Regions from separate parts of the Mus musculus genome. Here region 1 is linked to region 2. The links are chromatin contacts, called in public HiChIP or PLAC-seq maps. All regions are on one chromosome and are shown on one strand. The core of a region is the stretch at or near the end of the contact, and the rest is flanking DNA. Distances in the headings are between cores, read along the strand shown. Region 1 holds the start of Cxcl15 (chemokine (C-X-C motif) ligand 15). Region 2 has its middle 25 kb from the start of Gm36084.

Region 1 (2,700 bases), core at 148-2,647, 100 kb after region 2:
GTAAGTCCCATGTCCTAGAGCAGTTGGCCAACAGAGAACAAACTCAATGGTAGTTTTGTAGACTTATACCTCCATTTTGTTTGGGTTTTTTTGGTTTCTTTTATTAGTCCTTTGTTTATTTATTTTGATTTCTGCTGGTGTGTGTGTGTGTGTGTGTGTGTGTGTATTGTTTTTGAATTCATTCCTCTTAAACTCATTAAAAATATAATGGTGATATTCGAGACCATTTACTGCAACAGAAAGGAAGTGATGTAAGTAGTAAAGGCATGGAGGAAGGTGGAGACTCTTGCATGAAAGTTTTCTGGTTGGCATCTTCTTTCAGAATGTGTTTCAGTGATTCTCAACCTGTAGGTTGTATAATCCTTTCATAGGGGTTTCCTGAAGCTATCAGAAAATATAGATGTTAACATTATGATTCATAACAGTAGCAACATTACAGTTGTAAGGTAGCACTGAAAATATTTCATGGTTGGGGGGAGCACAACATGAGGAACTGTATTGAGGAGTTGCAGCATTAGGGAGGTTGAGTAAGAAGCACGGTGCTACATAAAGAGACAGAAGGCTGTGGCTCTGGACAAGTATGAGTATACTCAGTAAAAATACCTGGAACATTTCTGTCCCTTGTAATACCAGAAAAGGGACAACCTTGCCCACACCTTGGTCTTGGACTTGAATTCTCTAAAAGTCACAACATTGCTGCCATTTAAGCCACCTAGCCTCTGGCTGTGACAGCTTATGCTATTGCTGTGTGTGCTAAAACAAGGAACAGTTTATTTTAGATAATTAAGATCAGTTATCTGCTTAAGAGCCAGGAGAGCAAATCTCATAGTCTTTTGCTACTTAATTAATCTTAAAACCCAAGGAAGCTTATACACACTAAGTCCCAAATAGCTGTAGTCTTCTATTCTTGATAGGATAACTCTTAGTAGGTTGTGTCAGTCTGGACTCCATTTCTTCTGTAGTTGGTGCTATAACATGATTTCACCACAGTAAAATTCTATTAAAACTTCAAGCAGGGCCATAGTAATATGTACAAGAGCCAAAAGCAAATATTTGCTCTAGGAAAGTATGTTAGTTCCCTTCTTTGCCCAAAGCAGGGTTTTGTTAAAATTATGTTCTCGTGGCCCCATTCATCAACGACAACAACAAGGGCCCCTTATATTTACACAGTTTCAGCTCCAACAAAAAAGAGATTCTTATCCATATGCCTCGAGTTCATCTCAACCTGCTCTCAACTTCTTAATTAAACAAAGCTTCAAAGCTAAGCCCAGCCTCCTTCTGGGCTTGTGAAGTGGCAAGCATGCCACTTTTCCTTCTTCAGTGGGGAGAGTGGAAGAAGAGAAAGAAAATCTCCGGGGCTGCTGGGAGCATATAAAGAAGCCCTGTGGCCTTGCTGGTTTTACCATCCAGACCAGAGTCAGGCCACAGACGGACATGGCTGCTCAAGGCTGGTCCATGCTCCTGCTGGCTGTCCTTAACCTAGGCATCTTCGGTAAGCTAACGGGGAATTTTTCTTTTCTATCTAGGTACTGGGAAAACCCAGAAGACATTTCAAATAGAATGAGGTGGTTTGGGCCATTAATCAAACTATAGAAATGGCTAAATTAAAGCCTGAGCAGGAAAGCATTTAGTTTGTTAAGTTTACGGAAAGTCTTCGTGAGTTAAGTGAAACCCTCCACTTGACTTATTAGGACCAGCTGACTATAAGAATCTATGGTTTTCTTTTTAGATCTGAGAGTAAAAGAATTATTACCAACAGACTTAGAGTATTAAACTGATCGAAATTCTTACTTTTCAACTGATAAAATTTACACATAATCATGAAGGCGTAAGTGCTTTACCAATTAGTTACTGGCTGTAACTTTAAGCAAGGTGCTAGTTGCCTACTTTATTTGCAGTTTTCTCAAACACAGTAGGAGCTTAAAAAGTGTTTCTTTGCCTTAAGATCATACACTCTGTGTTAGTCTTGTGTGCCCTGCTGTATTGGCTCCTAAGTCAAAGTAAAGACTTGAGCACTAGGGACTTGCTCTTCATGAGAGACTCTCTACTCTTTCCCCTACAGTCCGTCCCTGTGACACTCAAGAGCTACGATGTCTGTGTATTCAGGAACACTCTGAATTCATTCCTCTCAAACTCATTAAAAATATAATGGTGATATTCGAGACCATTTACTGCAACAGAAAGGAAGTGATGTAAGTAGTAAAGGCATGGAGGAAGGTGGAGACTCTTGCATGAAAGTTTTCTGGTTGGCATCTTCTTTCAGAATGTGTTTCAGTGATTCTCAACCTGTAGGTTGTATAATCCTTTCATAGGGGTTTCCTGAAGCTATCAGAAAATATAGATGTTAACATTATGATTCATAACAGTAGCAACATTACAGTTGTAAGGTAGCACTGAAAATATTTCATGGTTGGGGGGGAGCACAACATGAGGAACTGTATTGAGGAGTTGCAGCATTAGGGAGGTTGAGTAAGAAGCACGGTGCTACATAAAGAGACAGAAGGCTGTGGCTCTGGACAAGTATGGGAAAACTATTACCTAGTAGTTGTGCTCGCTCTCATTTCTAAAACTGGCATGCAGTCTTTCCAGAAAAACAAACAAACAAACAAACCAAACCAAACCAAACCAAACCAAACCAAACCAAACCAAACCACTAATCAAAGAAAGCTCCTTAGCAGAGGAGACAGTTGATTTCATAAA
Region 2 (2,700 bases), core at 147-2,646:
CCCATCTCAAGTGGCCTGTACAGCTTTCTCTCCTCCTGTAGTTAGGCAGCTCAGCATCAATATTCCAAAGCAAACTTCATCAATTCTGCTTTTAAAGATCTTTCTTTTTCCTTTTAGGATTAACTTCATAAAGCTTGAGGGGGGGGGGTGGTGGAGTGGAAGGGGAGGGGCAGGCATGTTTTAACCCAATAATGCTGTCAGTCAAGGTAGACATTCTGACTACTGTGCAGGCAGCCAGTTTCCAGCAGCATGGCTCCCCTTTTTTCTTTATCTACATGTGACTTGGCCAGAAGAGAGTTAGAAATGAAGACCAGATAAGAATTTATGTGCCTGCAGAAAGCAAAAGAAGGAACTATTTGTGGGGAGGAAAGAGAGAGAAAGATGGGAGGAAGAGAGCAATATAGGGGGGCAAGTAACCAAAAATAGGAATATGTATATGAAAATGTCCTAGTAAAACTCAGTTCCTCGTATGCTAACCAAAGTGATAATTAAAAGAAATTTAGAGGCCGGGAAATGGTTAAGAACACATTTTGTTCTTTCAGAAGATGCAAGTTCGGTTCCCAGTACTCACACTGGGTGTCCAGGGGTCATTTGAAGCAGTTTCTTCTACCATGGGGGCTCATCATATGGTATAGAAGGCCACCATGAAATGGTAATAATGTAGAAAATGAGGCATGACCAGGAAAAATGAAGAATCGTTACCATGTTTGTCTTGGCTCTTTGAGGGATACAAAGCTTAGTCGTGAGGCTGAGCCATGGTGTTATGGTCCAGAAACCCACCCTACCCTGTGTATTAAGACATTTCAGTTGAAGAATTTTATGAAATACTTTTTGCCTTATTAACGCAAAGAATAAACTTGTATTTCTTCCCTGAAAAATTCCCAAGGTATTGGTAAGTCAATAGCAGGAAATTCTTTTCTCAGCTTGTACTACCATGTAAGAGGCATCCAATTGCTCATGAATTGGCAGGCTAAGGGCACTTGTCACTTCCTGGTGGGCCACTTTCCCAGAGCAGGAGAAGGCACCCGTTACTGTTCATTGTGTTTCTTGGGTTATAGTCCTGAAGGTCTGAGCTTTGCTTGGATTAACGGGAACTGATGTTGAATCGAGTAGAGAGAAAACTGTTTTAGTATGAAGCTGTGGTCTCAGGTGGACGTGCAGAAAGCACCATGCTGAACAAAGGCTTAGCCGCACTTCCCTCTCTCATGCTTGGACTCAGGAAATGCTACTTCATGGGTTGCAGCTACTTGTCAGGCTCATGACTCAACAAACTGAAATATTTGCTAAGTGAGTTTTGGTTGCACAACACAGGCTGCTCACCCGCAGCACACATGATGCTAAACACAATTATCGGCAGGTCAGCTTTGCTGTTGGCAGGCAGCTATGAGGAGTAGGGATGGGGCAAGAGGACAAACAGCCTGACCCTGGCTGCAGAGGTCAATGGGATGTCACTAGGTACTGGTCACACTCTTTCCCTTCTCTGGAAAGTCAGGGCCATGTTCAGTCAATGCAAATGCAACATGGGAAATGATTCTCGAAGGCTACTTCTTAGTGCCAAACATTTCCTGGTTTCCTTTGTGACAAACACAAGGATAGTATTACTCTGTGTTGTAGTCTGGCTTCTAGTCATCATGTGAAGCAGTGCCGATGGGAATTCATTTCACAGAAGGACCAAGGTCTGAGGCATGAGGCAGGAAGTCAGGACCTACAGCCAGGGTGAGGACGCGCCAGGCACTGTCACTGATGATGTTCAGCTAATATTACGTATCCTCTGTCTCAAGTGACCAGGTTTCATCTAAAGACCACCTAATCCTGGGAACAAAGGGTCTGTTACGTGAGGGCTGGTCAATTGTTTTTAGCCAAGCTTCCATATAGGAAAGAACAAACAAACAAACAAACCAAAACAAAAACAAAAACAAAAACAAAAAAACAAAAAACAACAAACAAAAATACCAAAAACCAAAAAACACAAAACCCCCTTGCCTTTCAACCAATAAAAACACTAAAGTGAGAAGGTGCTAGCCATTTATACTTCAGACATAAGTTTCACTAAAATAAAACGCCCATAGAGAAGCATTTTGCAAGAGTACAACTAGAGTCCCATTTTCCTACAGGAGCCCATATCTGGCCACCAGGTACCTGGAGTTCCGTTCCTGTACTGCATGAATACGTGGAGTGGAATAGATAGCTACCCTGCCACTTGCATCGTTCTCTCTGGGCAGCTCCATTGTCCCAGTTAATGTTCGGTCAGACCATTTTTCCCCACCCAGGATGCTTCTTGGCAGATAGTTATTGTCCAAAGATTACTTTAACTAGACTCTGGATACAAGCCATGGTGAGAGAAATGAGGTGTGAAAGATGTAGAATTTACTCCCCATGAAAGTGGCCATTCCTTTCTGAATGTCCTGGGTTGGTGTAGCATCCACTTTCCAAAAAGCAGTTCTGAGTGACTGGCCTGGAGACTGCTTTTACTGCTCCCACCTCGTTTTTGGCGTTCACACCAAGCCCTAATCCACAGTCGAAGTCTGTGGGCTGTGACAGAGGGGCTATGTAATGGCTCTGAGTGAGAAAGGACAACACCTAAAAAACAATCAACTCTCTCCATTCAACTCTCTCCTCTTTGTTCCAATGAGTATATGGTAAGCTTTGAGTTTATTCAGTCATAATGTATTGTTGGGGCTGGCTAAGGCCCTAATGTCC

The links. HiChIP or PLAC-seq counts read pairs in DNA pulled down with a chosen protein or histone mark.
Region 1: a contact with region 2 is called in an H3K27ac HiChIP or PLAC-seq map of the HPC-7 cell line, with 8 times the contacts expected there. The contact joins the promoter of Cxcl15 here to the enhancer-like site in region 2. A contact is called at or near these places in 13 of 39 promoter capture datasets (3T3-L1-derived adipocytes, the C10 cell line, the HPC-7 cell line and 9 more), 11 of 484 Hi-C or Micro-C datasets (bone marrow-derived macrophages, embryonic fibroblasts, embryonic stem cells and 6 more), 5 of 115 datasets of contacts at active chromatin or transcription factors (the HPC-7 cell line, bone marrow-derived dendritic cells, embryonic fibroblasts and 2 more) and 3 of 9 other capture datasets (adipose tissue, bone marrow-derived macrophages and liver).

Annotation. Positions count from the first base shown.
Region 1 is chr5:90,793,137-90,795,836 of GRCm38.p6, forward strand. Cxcl15 (chemokine (C-X-C motif) ligand 15) reads left to right here and starts at 1,398. Exons shown (of 4, transcript NM_011339.2): 1 at 1,398-1,492; 2 at 2,063-2,192. The coding sequence starts at 1,435.
Region 2 is chr5:90,688,620-90,691,319 of GRCm38.p6, forward strand. No RefSeq gene overlaps it. Among named protein-coding and RNA genes, the nearest start is that of Gm36084, 25 kb to the right of the region's middle. Within about 2 kb of position 1,397, at least 117 of the 459 cell types and tissues checked have an H3K27ac peak or open chromatin away from gene starts, as enhancers often do. A contact at or near this core is called in 3T3-L1-derived adipocytes, the HPC-7 cell line, adipose tissue and 6 more, where this site is marked.